Linked DNA regions of Sus scrofa: region 1 is linked to region 2. Evidence: chromatin contacts called from public Hi-C data. All regions are on one chromosome and are shown on one strand. The core of a region is the stretch at or near the end of the contact, and the rest is flanking DNA. Distances in the headings are between cores, read along the strand shown.

What was found. A called contact is a pair of places that touch in the nucleus more often than the background predicts.
Region 1: a contact with region 2 is called in a Hi-C map of skeletal muscle, with 2.9 times the contacts expected there. The contact joins two enhancer-like sites. A contact is called at or near these places in 5 of 47 Hi-C or Micro-C datasets (embryonic fibroblasts, fetal heart ventricle, mesenteric adipose tissue and 1 more) and 1 of 2 datasets of contacts at active chromatin or transcription factors (skeletal muscle).

What each region holds. Positions count from the first base shown.
Region 1 is chr9:97,953,149-97,958,146 of Sscrofa11.1, forward strand. All of the region lies in intron 3 of CACNA2D1 (calcium voltage-gated channel auxiliary subunit alpha2delta 1), which reads left to right. Among named protein-coding and RNA genes, the nearest start is that of CACNA2D1, 170 kb to the left of the region's middle. Within about 2 kb of position 2,888, at least 2 of the 83 cell types and tissues checked have an H3K27ac peak or open chromatin away from gene starts, as enhancers often do. A contact at or near this core is called in skeletal muscle, where this site is marked.
Region 2 is chr9:97,747,559-97,752,496 of Sscrofa11.1, forward strand. No RefSeq gene overlaps it. Among named protein-coding and RNA genes, the nearest start is that of CACNA2D1, 32 kb to the right of the region's middle. Within about 2 kb of position 3,388, at least 3 of the 83 cell types and tissues checked have an H3K27ac peak or open chromatin away from gene starts, as enhancers often do. A contact at or near this core is called in skeletal muscle, where this site is marked.

The DNA of each region.
Region 1 (4,998 bases), core at 1,638-4,137, 210 kb after region 2:
CTTTTTAGGGAAAAAAAAATTATTTTTTTCTTTTTAGGGCTGCACCTGTGGCATATTGAAGTTCTCAGGTGGAGGGTTGAATAGGAGCTACAGCTGCTGGCCTACACCACAGTCACAGCAACAGCAGATCTGAACCCTCTCTGTTGCCTACCCCATTGGTCACTGCAATGCTGGATTCTTAACCCACTGAGCAGGGCCAGGGATCGTACCCACATCCTCATGGATGCAGGTTTGTAACCTGAGCTGCAGTGGGAACTCCTAGGTAATTTTAAGGAAGAGTACTTTAAGTATTTCATAGAACAAATTAGTAGATTAGTGAATGAATGAATGAATTTATATGTAAAGCAACAGAAAAAGAAAATTAAATGTTTTGTGAGAATTCTTGGATGCATTGATAGTGCCAGGTCAGCATTGATGCTAAACTTTGAGATTTTAAAGCTCATTGTCTATTTTGAGTTCTCATAAAATGCTAATATTTTTCTAAACTCAGATATAGATTTAGACCCAAAATATTAAATGAACTATTAGATCAGAAATGAAATTTGAATCATCTTGAAGTTTACAGTAAATTAGGAGATGGAGAAGAAGGGATGTAACATATATTGAGAACCTGATGTTTTAGAGATTCCGTTTGATTTAATAACCACAGTAATCATACGAAGTCAGTGATGTTATTCCAGTTTTATAGAGAAGGTAGCAAGGGCTCACAGACATTAATTAATTTGCCCAAATGATACAATTGGTGGGTGAGTGCCAGGGATGGGATTTAAGCCTGAATCTATATGACTCCAAAGCTGGGGATCCTTTTCTTAGTCCATATGCTCCACAGAGAGTCTGAAATTGTAGTTTGTGTCTGTTGCTCAGTCAGATCTTCATTTTTTGACATAACAGTTCTTAGCTAAGGAGGCAACACCCACATTAGTTACTGCTTATTTACATTAATATCTTTATCTTTTAGCCAGAAACCATAAAAAGAACACAAGCAGTGTGGCTGAGATCTTGTAAATATGTTAAAAAATTGGAAACTGGTCCATGGTAGTGTGTGTGTGTGTGTATACATCATAAGCACATAGACAAGTTAAAGTAGACCTTGTGGATAGGCTAAATAATTGCATTGGACCTTCCTGCTTTTGACAAACTAATTTACGTGGCAGGAAAATTTGGTTCATTTCTAGTATAATTTAAAAAGAGGCAAATGGAGTTCCTGTCGTGGTGCAGCGGAAATGAATCTGACTAGGAACCATGAGGTTGCGGGTTCGATCCCTGGCCTTGCTCAGTGGGTTAAGGATCTGGTGTTGCTGTGGCTGTGGCGTAGGCCGGAAAAAACAGCTCTGATTAGACCCCTAGCCTGGGAACCTTCATATGCCGCGGGTGAATCCCTAAAAAGGACAAAAGACCAAAAAAAAAAAAAAAAAAAAAAAAAAAAGAGGCAAATGATTTAGACTTATTTTTCCCTATGGAAAACTCTGGCACTAACTTTAACAATATTGTTTTTGATGGATATTACAAGTATTATTATTTTCAGTGAAATACTTTGTAGCTACATAAATGTTCCCTGAACAAAATACATTGACTGAAAGGTATATACTAGATAACTAATTATTTTTAGCTTCTGCTGCTTTAATTACTAATGAAGAGAAAAGTGAAGGAAACAAAGGAGGCATCACTATAGCAGTGCCTTTTGTGTTTATTTTGTTTTGTTTTGTTTTGTTTTAAGGAGATGGGCCTATAAATACTTGAAATGTATTAGTCTATTGAATCATGACTCAGTGGAGCTAAAATTTTACTTCCCTTATTTTGTATTCATATACACTTGATCTTTTTTTTAGAACATACTCTTAATTTATCATATTTTCCCCCATATAGCTTCATTTGACTAACCTATTGGTACTTGGAGGCAATAAGATCTAGTTTCTACTAGCAGTCTACTCTTAAATGTATTTTACTTTCTTGATATAATAGTATTTCTAAATTCTTTTGATCTCAAAGAAATTAGAGAAGGGAGAAAAGAGATGGATTTAACTAACACTGTTGTAGAAATAAGCATAGCTTACGAGCACTTCTGTTGGGTTGCTGTTCTCTTTTCATCAGTCGAATGTATTGGTTCCTACCATTATTAAAAGGAGCCTCCTAAGAATATATTATTTAGTAATATTTTACTTACCTTAAAATGTCTATCCTAATACATCATTCACCTACGTGATGATATTTTTTTTTGCTTCATTCAGTAAAAAGTTTGTTGCACATAAGTTTTGTGTTGGGTATTGTAATGACTTTTGAGAATAATTCAGTTGCCATGATTGTCCTCAACATCTAGCCTATCTGCTGAGACGGATCCATCAGAGTCAACTGCATGTGTGGTGTTGAGCAAAGACAGATTTCTGGTCAGCAAACATTTAATGAATGTCTCTAGAGTGGCAGGCAGAGTGATAGCCCTGAAGATACAAATCTGTCTAAAGCCTAGATTGTTCCTCTAAAAGAACATGGAGACTATTCTGGCAAGTGGAGGTATAGGCATGTGGTTTGTATAGACCACGGCTCTTAAAATTATATTCATGGTCCTGGATAGCACAGAGGAAGGAGTGGTTGCCTGTGCTGGGCTAGAAATAAGGAGGTACTGCTACTACCTGACCTATGGAATAATGAATGAAAAACATGTTTGCCAACAAAAAGAACGTAACTTGGTGGGAGTAGAGAAACTCTGTAGTATGAAGAAATTGTTTTTTTCTTCTTCTTTTTTTTTTTTTTTTTTTTTTTGGTAGTAACGCAAAATATCATGTTAAAAATTTTTTTTTTTTTTTTTTTTTTTCAAATGGCACACAACTGTAGAGGGACTTTAAATGGATCCTGTTGGTTTTTAAAAATATTTACTCCAGGAGTGCAGACTGGAAAGGGCTAAGGCCAGAGGCTAGACAACTTCTCATTAACAAAAACTTTCCCTGTTAAGGACCCATGGGCCCATGGCCTCTGGCCCCTTGTTGACAATTGGCAGGGTATTTATTCAACTTCATTCTTCAAGTACCTTTAATTTCCTGGACCCTGAGGCTATAAAGAGACTATGACACAGTCCTTCTCATAGGCAACTTCTGGCAGACAAGTGTAAAAATGATTCATAGCCTCCTTCCCTGAGGTTGTTAACGATGATCTTTAGCTATGTTGGACTTACCGAAGACCTTTCTTCAATTTGCCTTTTTTTTTTTTTTTTTTCCCTCCACTTAAATAAACTTTATATAGATCTTCATTGCCTATATCTAATGGACGTCTAAAAATTATACATCATATTTCTACAGCAGATTATAAAAGTCAAGCTATAGAAAGAGTGAAATATATGTCAAAGTGTTCTGGGTCTGTGAGCTTTGGGTCCTTGGAGGTACTTTGTGTTCACCGTAGAATAGCTACAGACAGAATAGATGGCAAAGCCTTACGACACTTAGGCATTTTCAAGTCTACTGACTTTGGTCTTTAAAGTTTTCTGTTAAGAACTAATCTGCTTACTCCATGCCACTAATCATTAGGGAAATGAAAATCAAAACCACAGTGAGCTATCACCTCAAACCTGTCAGAATGATTGTTATTAAAAAGCCAAGAAATAACAAGTGACGTGGAGAAAAGGGAGCATGGGAAAGTAAATTGGTGCAGCCACTGTGGGAAACAGTATGGAGATTCCTCAAAACATTAAAAATAGAACTATTATATGATAGAGTAATTCTATTCCTAGGAATTTACCTGAAGAAAACAAAAACAATAATTAGAAAAGATGGATGCGCCCTTATGTTCACTGCAGTGTTATTTACAGTAGAAAAGATATGAAAGCGACCGAAGGGCCCATCAATAGGAAAATGGAAAAAGATGTAGTATGTATATACCCAATGGAATACTTCTCAGCCATAAAAAAATAATGAAATCTTGCCATTGGCAATGACAAGAATAGACCTAGAGGGGATTAGGCTGAATGGAATAAGTCAGATAGAGAGGTAAATACTGTGTGATTTTACTTACATGTGGAATCTCAAAAACAAAAGAAATGAACAAACATAACAAAACAGAAATAGGAGTTCCCGTTGTGGCACAGTGGTTAACGAATCCGACTAGGAACCATGAGGTTGCGGGTTCGATCCCTGCCCTTGCTCAGTGGGTTAACGATCCGGCATTGCCGTGAGCTGTGGTGTAGGTTGCAGACGTGGCTCGGATCCTGCGTTGCTGTGGCTCTGGCGTAGGCCGGTGGCTACAGCTCCGATTAGACCCCTAGCCTGGGAACCTCCATATGCCACGGGAGCGGCCCAAGAAATAGCAAAAAGACAAAAAGAAACACACAAAAAACAAACAACAACAACAACAACAACAACAAAACAAAAAAACAGAAACAGAGTCACAGATAGAGAAAACAAAGAGGTGGTTGCCAGAGGGAAGGGGATGGAGGAGAAGAAATAAATATGTGAATGATATTAAGAGGTACAAACTTCCAGTTGCAAAATAAATGAGTCATGGGTATGATATGTACAGTGTGGGGAATATAGTTAATAACTGTGTAATGTCTTTGGTGACATATCATAATTAGACTTCCTGTGAATATTTTGAAATGTATAGAAATATCAAACTACTGTGTTGTGTAATAAGAACTAACTGTGTTTTAGGTCACTTTATACTTTAAAATGAACAAACCAACCCATAAAAAAAGGGATCAGATTTGTGGTTTCCAGAGGAGGGGAGAGGCAGTCAAAAGTTACAAACTCTCAGTTACAAGATAAATAAGTACTAGGGATGTAATATACAATTTGATAAATATAATTAACATTGCTATTAAAAGAATGTCTTTTAAGAGTTTTCCTCAGAAGGAAAATATTTTTTCTATCTAATTTTGTATCTATATGAAATGATGGATGTTCACTCAACTTATTGTGGTAATCATTTCATGATGTATTTAAGTTAGATCATTATGCTGTACACCTTAAACTCATACAGTCCTATATGTCAGTCATATCTCACTGAAACTGGAAG
Region 2 (4,938 bases), core at 2,138-4,637:
AAAAGACCTATAATTTAAGAACAGTAGTTCTGCTTAAGACAGACTGGTAGGTAACAGTTGAGAAGAAAGCCAAGTATAAAAGAGTAGGTAACAGAGAGAATGCTTGAATGTATTTGCAATAAACAGTTTTAACTTTTAGAAATTTGTTTCAAACTTGAAAAAAAATTAATGGTGGTAGGTAAGTTTAAAAGGGGGTGAATTTGAACAGTGCATATTCAAGTAATTTAAAAGCAGGTTGTCTAGAGCAGTTAAATGATCTACTAAGATCCTACTAAAATTGTAAATAGGTTTGCTAAAATAACTTCCTAATCCTAATTTTAGTGAACTTCTGTGATCATTTAATTGTGAGTAAGCACTTATGTAGATTTCTATAAGTGAAAAACAATGTTCTGAGTAAGTGCTATATATTTATCCATTTATCAGTACTTTAGAAATTTGATTAACCATAATTTAACAATATGTAGAGATTAATCCTTACTGACTTCAATACAGCAATCGTTCGTAATGTCAAAAAGATTAAAATGCAAATATGAAGACACACACATACAATCACTTAGTGGTAATGCTGTGGAAGGTTTTGTTTATTGGTACTATAATGGCATAAAACCAACATGAATGAAATCACAGCAGCTAAGAAGGGAGTTAGAGTATAGAAATAGAAGCAATGGCTCAAGATTGCCCTAGAGAAAGCCAGAAGAACAGTATTAAGGCATTTTTCCCTTATATTTGGTTATGAAGAAATGATAGGCTGGCAAGATTATCTTGGAATGAGGCACCAAAATACAGTCAGGAAAGCAAAATTGACAAGACCAACAAGTCAGGATGAGCGAGCCTTTGAATTAAATGTACAGTAACACAAGATAGAACGCTGCACTATTTGTCATAGCTTTTAGGATGTAAGGATAATTTATGATGATCTTACAGAGACTAACTTTAATTGGTTAATGCTTCATGAGAAATCCATTTTGGTATGTCTCTTCATGAGTAATGAAACCTCATCTAAGTTTAGCTGTGCCGTGAAACTGAATCTCGCTTATTAATAATAAGCGGGTATTGGCAAGTTAAGGAATAAGCATGTTGATATATTTAGTCTCTCTTAGGTTTAATGTGACAATTTATTCTGCCTATTTTTTAGAAGATTGGCTGATTAAACAAATCAGGCTAAATTCAAGTATATGTTGGTTTAAATAAAAAAAAAAACTTTGTTTACTAATGGTTTCCTAACTATACACATTCAGGTACATTTAAAAGTCTTATGAACCTAGGAACACCGGAGATGATCTTAACTAGCAATAGGATATAATGCTGATACTAATTTAAAGAAAAAATGTCTCTGTCATAACAGCTGTTAAATGCTGTGCTTGGACTCTCTGTGCAGTTGCTTCTCATTTAAACATAGAAATGACTGATGTGTATAAAAATAGTTCTCACTGTTTAGCTGGCAGTGGATAAACTTCCTAGTTACCAGCCAAATACCGAGAACTTGCTAGATAATATTTCTGTTACTGATTAGATGGTGTTGCTTTCCAGCTCGGAGGTAAGAGTAAAATTCGCAGCCCATTGGAGGTGATTTAAAATGAAATTCTCAAGGTTGGTTAGAGAAAGAAATCAATCATGCTTAAAGCCAAGCTGCTCCACAAACAGAGATGTAAACAAGATTACACATAAAAGGAAAAAATGATGTGGAAGCTTCTTGGCGTGATTTTTAGTAGATTCAAAGAGGAATTATAATCAACTTTGGGACACTAAATTAAAAAAAGATTGTTATTGCACTTAAGAGAAAAATATGAATTTTAAATTAGTAATTTCCCTGCAAAAACAATTACATATAGACACTAGACTCAATGTAAATTGATTCAGTCTGTTAAAGTCTTGTGGTATCTCTAGTTAGTAAAGCATTCTTACTCTGTGTCTATATATATATATGCCTTAAAACATGTTGGAAAAAATTTTGTTTATCAAGCACCTAAGTTTTTATCCTAAATAATCATAAATTTTATATGCTTTCTTAACCAAACAGTCCAGGGAACTAATTAAAGGAATAGATAGATGTTGCCATGCTGGTAACAATGCCCAGTGTCTCTTATGTGTTGATGATGTGCTTGTAAGATCTGTGAACTCTTAGCCAATAGTGTTTTTTTAAGCAGAATTATGAAATTCCAGATTGGGTTGGTTGGTTGTTTTTTAAGTAGAACTTGCTGGCAATAGCAAACCATAGGAGACTGGGGAGCCTCAGCTATAAACTCATCCTTTTTTTTTCCCCCCTCACTTCCCTGCTGCATTATTTCCCTCTTCAGAATACATTGTTTTGCAAAACATTGCTCCTTCTTGGCACTAAGGAATTAACGGTGGAACAGAGAACAAGTATATAAAGCACTATGGAAGGGCAAATTACCTGACAATCAGAAGTCTAAGTTCATTCCTTTGTTATAACTAACAAAAGGAAGTTCTTTAGCATGTCTTGTGTTTTTGTTTCTTCATATCCAAAAGTAAGAGTTAGAAATTATGCTCTCTGAGGTTCTTCTAGTTCTGTAATTTATTATCCTCAGTATGTGAGGAAGGATAAAATAAATCACCATATATTATTGAAGGGATATTTGTTACAACAGAATGGCAGAATTTTTTTTCCTTCTTCACAGAAACTGTGTCAATTTCAAAACATAGTTTCATTTCTATTTCAAGGAAAAAAGTAGAATATAAACTCCCAAAGTTGGTAGACTCTATGGAAAGTTTTAGAAATCCTATTATATTATACACCCCACATCTGTTCAAGATACCTCATTTTACCAAATGTTTGCAACTAACAGCTCTTTTTCTAGTGGAAATAGCCTTTTCATCAAGGCTTGAATGTACAGTTTTTGTAAGTTGTCATAGAGCAAAAACTCTATGTAATGAGAGAATTATTGGAGGCTAAATATTAAAAGCTAGAAAGAAATCATTGTTTCTAAGATCTGCTTAGATCACCAGAGTACCTATACATCTGAAGTAGGTTTGGAAATACTATCATACTTGCAAGAACAAGTTGGCCTGCTACAGTTTCATGGTTGCTAACAAGAGACATGAAACTTCTAGTTCAAAGACAGAGGACTTTATTCCTTGTATGAATGGATATGAGAGTATTAGCATTGAAACCTGGGCCCCAATTCTGACAGGGAGACTTGAAGAGGGGCAGATGTTACATGTACACACAGTGGGTTACATTATTGGAGAGATGTTCTGAGTTTAAGGAACAGGTCCTTTAAAATCGACATTAAGATGTCCCTGGGTAACAATCCCGACTAGTATCCATGAGGATGCAGGTTTGATCCCTGGCATTGCTCAGTGGGTTAAGTATCTGGCCTTGCTGTGAGCTGTGGTATAAGTTGCAGATGTGGCTCGAGTCCCACATTCCTGTGGCTATGGTGCAGGCCAGCAGCTGCAACTCTGATTCAACCCCTAGAACAGTAACTTCCATATGTCATGAGTGTGGCCCTAAAAAGACAAAAAAATAAACCACAGAAACTCTGACTGACCTTTGCCTCAATAGGAGACATTATATATATTTACATATACCAGTGAACCAGCTTTCTGTTCCCAAGGGATAAACTATCTTCAATTTTAAAGATTATTCCCTCTACACACAAAACATCCCTGGGAAGACAGTCACCAACTGTCAATTTGACTTCTGGCAGGATGGACAGAAATCCAAGAGATCTGTGGGAAATGACTCCCAACAATATATTAAATCAAGCTGTATCAGAGTGGCTAATCATTAGGCCATGTACATCAAAAATCTTTATTCTGTTACACTAAAACTGTTTACATTTAGAGGGCAATCATAATTGGCTTGGGGACAATGGTGAGATAGAAAATAAGACAAATCAGAATATCATTTTTTTTTTATATTTTCCCACTGTACAGCAAGGGGGTCAGGTTATCCTTACATGTATACATTACAATTACATTTTTCCCCCAGCCTTTCTTCTGTTGCAACATGAGTATCTAGACAAAGTTCTCAATGCTATTCCAGAACATCATTTTAACTCAACTCTTGATCTAAAGTTGACTATGTTAAAGGCTATTATCAAAGTCAAGAACAATCAACAACTGGCAACCATGAGTCAGTACAAAGTCTTTGACTGCACATTCTACAGCACTGACCAAGTTGACTACCTCTCAGTCCTGAAGCACCTCTTTCTATGGTTTCCAAGATGCCACATCTTGATTTTTCTCTTACCTTATTGGTAGCTCCTCCCTAAGTGACTTTGCTAAACTTTATTCTTCTAACAAAACTGTACATTTAGTGTGCCCTTGGATGAAGTTGTTAGCCCTCTTCTCTATCTAACTTTTTTCTAGGTGATCTCATCAGTCTCCAAATTAAAATCTCCTTTTGAGAACCCTGTCCAGATCTCTAGGCTCACATATCAATGCTCTATTTATAATTTCTACTGGGATGTAGTCAGCATGTCAAACTCAACACATCCAAAAGAGTTATGCCCAGCTCAACAAGACCAGTTTCTCCCTAAGAATTCCCCAGAAATATCAACTCATTTGCTCAGGCCTCAAACTTGGAAGTCATTTTGGTTTCTCTCTTTTCCATGTCCTTGGTAAACAGTCCATTAGGAGGTGATGTCATCATTTTCCTAAAGTAAACCTGACATCTCATTCCTTCTCACCATCTTTAATACAGGTTATCATACCAGCTATTATCATTTTTTACTTGTTCTATTACATTAGCTTTTTAAATGCTTTTACTCTTGCCTCAGTATAATCCATTCATGTATAGCAACCAGAATGACTATTTTAAAATGGCTTACAACTTTCCCAGGCTTAAAAACCTCTCAATAACTTCCAATTATCAATAGAAATAAAACCAATCCTTCTGGTGACCTACAAGACCCTGTTGCTCATTTCTTAGTCCTCTTCTTGTTCACTCTCCCCCATGTTCTCTTAACTCGG